Linked DNA regions of Danio rerio: region 1 is linked to region 2. Evidence: chromatin contacts called from public Hi-C data. All regions are on one chromosome and are shown on one strand. Each heading gives the region's core, a stretch centred on a gene start, on an enhancer-like site or on the middle of the called end of the contact. The rest is flanking DNA. Distances are from core to core; before and after follow the strand shown.

The links. A called contact is a pair of places that touch in the nucleus more often than the background predicts.
Region 1: a Hi-C map of an unstated tissue shows a contact between it and region 2, with 2.5 times the contacts expected there. The contact joins the promoter of tle5 here to the enhancer-like site in region 2. A contact is called at or near these places in 2 of 18 Hi-C or Micro-C datasets (caudal fin and an unstated tissue).

The regions. Positions count from the first base shown.
Region 1 is chr22:21,697,147-21,700,239 of GRCz12tu, forward strand. tle5 (TLE family member 5, transcriptional modulator) reads right to left here and starts at 1,570. Exons shown (of 7, transcript NM_200423.1): 1 at 1,413-1,570. The coding sequence starts at 1,439.
Region 2 is chr22:21,656,292-21,659,716 of GRCz12tu, forward strand. The region is part of intron 3 of tle5 (TLE family member 5, transcriptional modulator); the gene reads right to left. Among named protein-coding and RNA genes, the nearest start is that of tle2b, 19 kb to the left of the region's middle. Within about 2 kb of position 1,705, at least 9 of the 62 cell types and tissues checked have an H3K27ac peak or open chromatin away from gene starts, as enhancers often do.

The DNA.
Region 1 (3,093 bases), core at 320-2,819, 41 kb after region 2:
CTTCATGTTTTAACTGGACACACTGGTGAGATTTTACCTTACAGTATATTTTCTAAATATTCATATAAGAAACTAATCCAAAACTAAAACATTATTCACATACTGAATAAAAATCAATTAAATCTAGCTAACCCAGCAGATTGGTGCCTATAGAACTGCAAACATCATGGTATTACCTTGGTTACTGCAGTAAACAAAGCAACATGATGTTAAATCAAGCAGGATTTCATTGATTTCATAGAATTTATTTAATTTTAGCATGCAGCCATACGTTACTTAATCAAAAGTGATATAAAATGTTATATCTTGCAAAATAGTATTTAAGGCTTTAATACTTTTTAAGAGCCTAAAATTTCTCTTCATTGATTTAACAACTAATACTTTTTAAGACCCCACGGACAGGCTGTAAACACAATTTTCATAGTTCGCAGAACAAAATGGCCTAACATAAAGTACAACCTAACAAATGAATACATAAACAAACAGATCATAATTAGACTGAAAGTTCCACATATAAACACAAAATCCTCCAGTAGATACGCGTCACTGAAATGTCAACATAAACAAGACTTCTGACAGTATCTCGTAATTTCAAGTACAACCAAGCTAAATGGATATTTAAAAAGACACCATTTAGGAGGATTGTAATTAAACTAGCTTAAATATTAAGTACATTTGGTTTTATATTTGCACATTTGTTCAGACACAACTTGTTACATGCTCCCTATAATGTTTACCATGGTACTTAGAATATTCAGTCTGAAATCATATGTGAAAACGACTTTAAAACAACATAAGCACTTTTTATTTGACTGTGAACAATTTTGGATGATTTGAATATGATTTCCCTGTTTAAAATGAGCAAGTAATCCTTTTTTGAACTGATATTATTAAAGAGAAAGTCTGAATGTGTGAATGCAAACCAACGTTACCTCACTAGCATAAATTAATACAAAATCCACCATCACATCCTGAAATGTCAACATAAACATGCTTTGTGATACTATGAAACCTCATTAAACATAATACACATAAATAAACCACTGCAAAAGTACAAACAAACCAAATGGATACTAAAAACACACCACATTTAGCAGGCTTATGACCGAAACTTGCATACATTAGCACAGAATCCACACAAAACTGTTAAATGTCACAACCACTCTCCAAGCACACAACACACACTCTGTTCCCGTTTAAAAACACACTCATCCACGGCCAAAAATAAAAAAAAAACAGTAGATTTCAAGATAAAACGTGTGCTCTAGGAATCAAGAAGCATCACAAAATGCTAAATCTTTCACCTCAGCGATAAGTTTCAACACGCGCACACACGGATGCCTCCTCTCCTGTCAATGCTAAGCTCGATCCAGCTAAACAACACCAACACAAACCGCTCGATTTCCACTCACCGAGTGCCTGGATTGTGGAAACATCATGTCAGTTTTGGTCTTCGGGCTCTTGCCTTGTGGTCGTGAAGGAACAGGGAAGCGGTTTGCTCAGCAGACGTTTATTTTCGTGTTTTTCTTTGTTAGCTGAAGCTCCTCCGGCAGCTACAGGCAGCTCCGCGCCGCTGCGATGCCGATAAAGCAGGCTGATGTGCGCCGCACTCTTTAACGCGCTTTCGCCATGGAAGAAAAAAACAAGCAGGGGAGGATTTGCTGGATCTGCTGTGGCGTCTTTCCTTCGCTTTCCTGGTTGGGAATGAGCTGTGATGAAGGGCTGGTGTGTGTGTTTCTCTCTCTCTCTTTCTCTGCTCTCTGGTTGGAGGAAATGATCGAGCGGCGGCTGGGGGAGAGATGAACTGGAGTTTGGGAGCTGATGGCTGCTGTGCTGCTGTTGCTATTTTCTCTCTCTCCCTCCCTCCCTCTCTCTCGTTTATTATTATATATTTTTTGGTGTTTAATAAGCTATATATATATATTTAACTTTTTGTGTAAACATCGAATACAATAAAATGTATTCATACAGTTAATATATTAAATTAATCATACAGGTATAATTGTTTTATTAGCATAATTATTAATTTTTAGCAAAGCAGAACCTACATCAATGTAAATAATTGTACAAGTTAAGTTTAATATTAAAAAAATTAACATATTTACAAATAAATTCAAAATAGATCACCGAAAATATTCAAAAAGAAATAAATCTGTAAAATATTACACAACAAAAGCATTATATATATATATATATATATATATATATATATATATATATATATATATATATATATATATATATATATATATATATATATATATATATATATAGTTGCTGCAAATTTGTTGGCTGCACATCCCTGTGCGAATCTCCCGTTTCACCCCATCCCAAAGGTGCTCTATTTGATTGAGATCTGGTGACTGTGGAGGCCATTTGAGTACAGTGAACTCATTGTCATGTTCAAGAAGCAAGTTTGAGATGATTCCCTCTTTATAATATGGCGTGTTATCCTGCTGGAAGTAGCCATCAGAAGATAATTATAACAGTTAACTGTTGAAAACGGTCTAAAAAGGATGAAAAATGGTCAGCAACAATACTCAGGTAGGCTGTGGCATTGACACAATGCTCAATTGGTAGTAATGGGCCCAAAGTGTGCAAAGAAAATATCCCCCACACCATTACACCACCACCAGCCTGAACCATTGATACAAGTCAGGATGGATCCATGCTTTCATGTTGTTAACGACAAATTCTGACCCTACCATTCGAATGTTGCAGCAGAAATCAAGACTCATCAGATCAGGCAACATTTTCCCAATCTTCTATTGTCCAATTTTGAGACTGTGAATTGTAGCCTGTTTCCTGTTCATAGCTGACTGAAGTGGCACCCGGCGTGATCTTCTGCTGCTGTCTGCCTCAAGGTTGGACATGTTGTTTGTTCAGAGTTGCTCTTTTGCATACTTCAGTTGTGTTGAGTGGTTATTTGAGTTACTGTTGCCTTTCTATCAGCTGGAACCAGTCTGGCCATTCTCCTCTGACCTCTGGCATCAACAAGGCATTTGCGCTCACAGAAGTGCCACTCACTGGATGTTTTGTTTTTTGGACCATTCTCTGTAAACCCTAGAGATGGTTGTGTGTGAAAATGAAAGG
Region 2 (3,425 bases), core at 455-2,954:
GGGTTGGCAAAGAAACTATAGCCAGGAATCGAACTTGGGTTGTCGTAAACACCCTAGTGGTAGGTGTGAACGCATTAACCACAAGGCTATTAGCACCGACTGCAAAGGTTTATCAACTGTCAAAAATTCTCATCAATTTTGTGCATTAAAAAGAGAAATGCAACCTCATAACACTTCCTACAAAGTTATCATGCTTCATTAAAATAAAAGAAGAAGAAAAGAGATATAGTGTATTTTTACTATCACATCAAGCATTTTGAGAATTTAGAGCCACCATAAGGGCAAGCGCGAAAATACAGAATGGTGTCTGTCTGATGTGATCAGAGAGCACTTTGACAATCAAAGTTAAAAATACCAAGCGATTATTATCATTCTCACAGCTTAATGGCTCTGTTTTGCATTTAAATCAAATTTTATTATTAATATATTAATAAATTTTAAATAATTACGAAAGAAATGCATAGGCAAGGGTTAAAGATTTTCCCATTCAGGTTTTGCTATAGGTTCATTTTTCTTGTGGTTTTGGCAATTCAACTAACAGAATTTGGAAACTTTATTAAAAGGTGAAAGATATACCACAATTTTACATGCAATTTTGGCACAATGACCAAGCGAAATTGAATTTTGTGAATTTACCATGGTTACCAAACAGAAATCAGAAAATAACTTACTAGGCGACAGATTTCACAGATTTTGTATTTCCACTTCATTGTCCTGTTTACTAACATAAGATTAATAAAAAAAAAAAAAAAAAGAAAAAACATGTAGGAGTGAAATTTCCAACACAATCTCACAGCAATTCGTAACTTTTAGTTTTTGTGGCTAATTCATATGAATTCGTACAATTTTATTCATACAATTTAGTACAAATTGCTCACCTCCCAGTGACAGTTGGGTTAAGGGGCAGGGTGCCACACCTTCTTTTTAAAATAATACATTTTCGCACGACTAAACTTGTACTAATTTGTACGAATTAGGCACTAAAGAGACAAAACGTAAAATTAGTTACGTTTTCTCGTGAGATCAGGCTGGAAATATCCTGTTGCAAATTTCATGTTAAACTAAAATTTTTTTGCAAATCGAAGTGATCTAAGTGACAGAAAAACCATTAGAGAGAATTTAGGGATGAGAGAGTTTAGAAATAAGTCTAACATTCTGTCAATTTCTTTTTCTTTTTCTTTTTTTAAAATAAAACAACAGTGTATCAATCTCATTTACACTTTAAAATTTAGATCAGCTTAACAGGAATTTGGACAATTTAGAGCCACTGAACAAGTGAACGCAAAACCCGTTAAGGCGTCTGATTTGATCCATTTCGTCTTCCAACAAAATGATGACAAAATGCAAAATATAAATCTGCTCTTTTTATGAAAAGACGACACCCTCAACATTTTAAAAACTCCATTCTGTAATTTTACAGATTTTCTAAAATTGCAATCACACTTCAGTTTTTGTGCATATCAAATTTTTCAAATGCCAAATACGGAAAGAAAATGCGTAGGACAATTTGGCCTTGAGTGTGCAAAGACCTTTAGCCTGGCTCATCATTTGTGTGTTAGCACACAACCTCGGCTGCGAAACAAGAGCAGAGAGCATCAGTGATGGAGCCAGAGTTGGATGAGGGTCGGCTCTGCCAAGCAGCAGTGGGTCCCTAAAGCAATTACCACCAACGCAAAGAGGACGCCCACCCTCCCCATCAGGCAGCGGGTGCGGACAGAGCAGGGCAACCCGATAGGCTATTAGAGGAGCGAGGGAGGGCGCGCTGGCTGATGCGTGTGAGAGCAACGGCGCACAGATTAAATGAGATTAAGCCGCTCGACGGATCAATTAGAGGCGGAATATCAGACGGCAACACGAGGCCCCGGCCGGAGACAACCAGGTTATAGAGGAGGGGGGATGGAGAGAAAGACTGAGAGGAGGATGGACAAAAGAAAGAAAGGCAGACAAGGTAAAAAAAATAGAGAGAGAGGATGGGGGTGAACCAGGGAGGAGAGGAAGTCCAAGCAGATGAGATGGACATTTTTATACCCAAATGGATTTTGAATTCCATTTTGTAAAAACACACATGCATCAATAAACATTTTAGAAAAATGAAATGATTATTAAAACATTTAAGAAATATAAAAAACATAATATACTAAATATTAGGGCTGCATGATATTGCGAAATTTTGTTGCGATATACAATTGAGACATGACTACAATTTCAAGAGATGAATTGAATCTCTCTATTTGTAAAGAATTGATCATTTTAGATTGATTTGGATGATTCTACAGGTGAGGCGCATCTGCATATAATCTAATAAACACTCTATAAATACAATAATGAAGCAGATACAATTGAAATAAACAGGTTTTTTGCCATTTGCTATTCAACAGTGTTCAGGTTAAGTAATAATAATGCACTCAAATGAATCGTTACTAAAGCTACAAACAGTATAATTGCTTATGCCTGAATGTTGTAAAAATATTTATACAATCACAGGTCTCAAAAACACATGCAAATGGTGAATTAGAATACAAAATGAACATTGTGCATCCTGCGATGTGACTATTGTGAATGATCACATTGTGATATTGATGCTGAAATGATATATTGTGTAGCTCTACTAAATATGTCATATTTTACATACAACAACTTAAAAAAAGAAAACTAAAATGATTGTATAATATAATAAAGCAATAAGCAATAGATATTGATTGTATAAGAACCACAAGTTGATTGTAAATTAGAATAAATCAGAATATAAATATGATCAAACGAATTTAATAAGTACACAATTGTATATGATATTAGTAGCTTGATTAATCTGGGGTAGCCACACCGGAGTGAACCGCCAACTTTTCCAGCCATATTTATCAAGTATAATATTACAATTGAATTATGTATTTTAATTTATTATATTTAACAAGAATAATAATGATAATATAAACTGAGAAATGATATGAACTTCCACAAATAAAAACTATGAAATAACAAATAACATGATAAAAATGTCTAAATTAGGCCAGCACAATATATTGTTTTAGCATCAATGTGCAGATCTGCAGTAGTCACATCGCAAGATCTGCAATGTTGAGTCAGAATGATAGTTGACCAAGATCTACAGAACACATGCAATTAGTAAAGCCATAGCTCAGTTTATCCATTTTAGAGTGAATGTGTATGTGTTTTATGTCCCATGTCTGAGCATTTTAAGAGAGTTTAAAGTATTTTGGCACAAAAATAGTGGAATAACTGCGTTAAATTATTTCTATAGAATCTACACAATTTATGCAAACAGAAAAAAAAAAGTTTTTCTTAATTTAATTTTTTGCCTTGATTCTAGACCAAATATCTAAAAGTCAAAAGGGAAAGCAGGTTTATTTTACTTAGACCATTGGCAGATCATGTAGCTTGTTTTAAGGAAAAACTCTTAGTTTTGA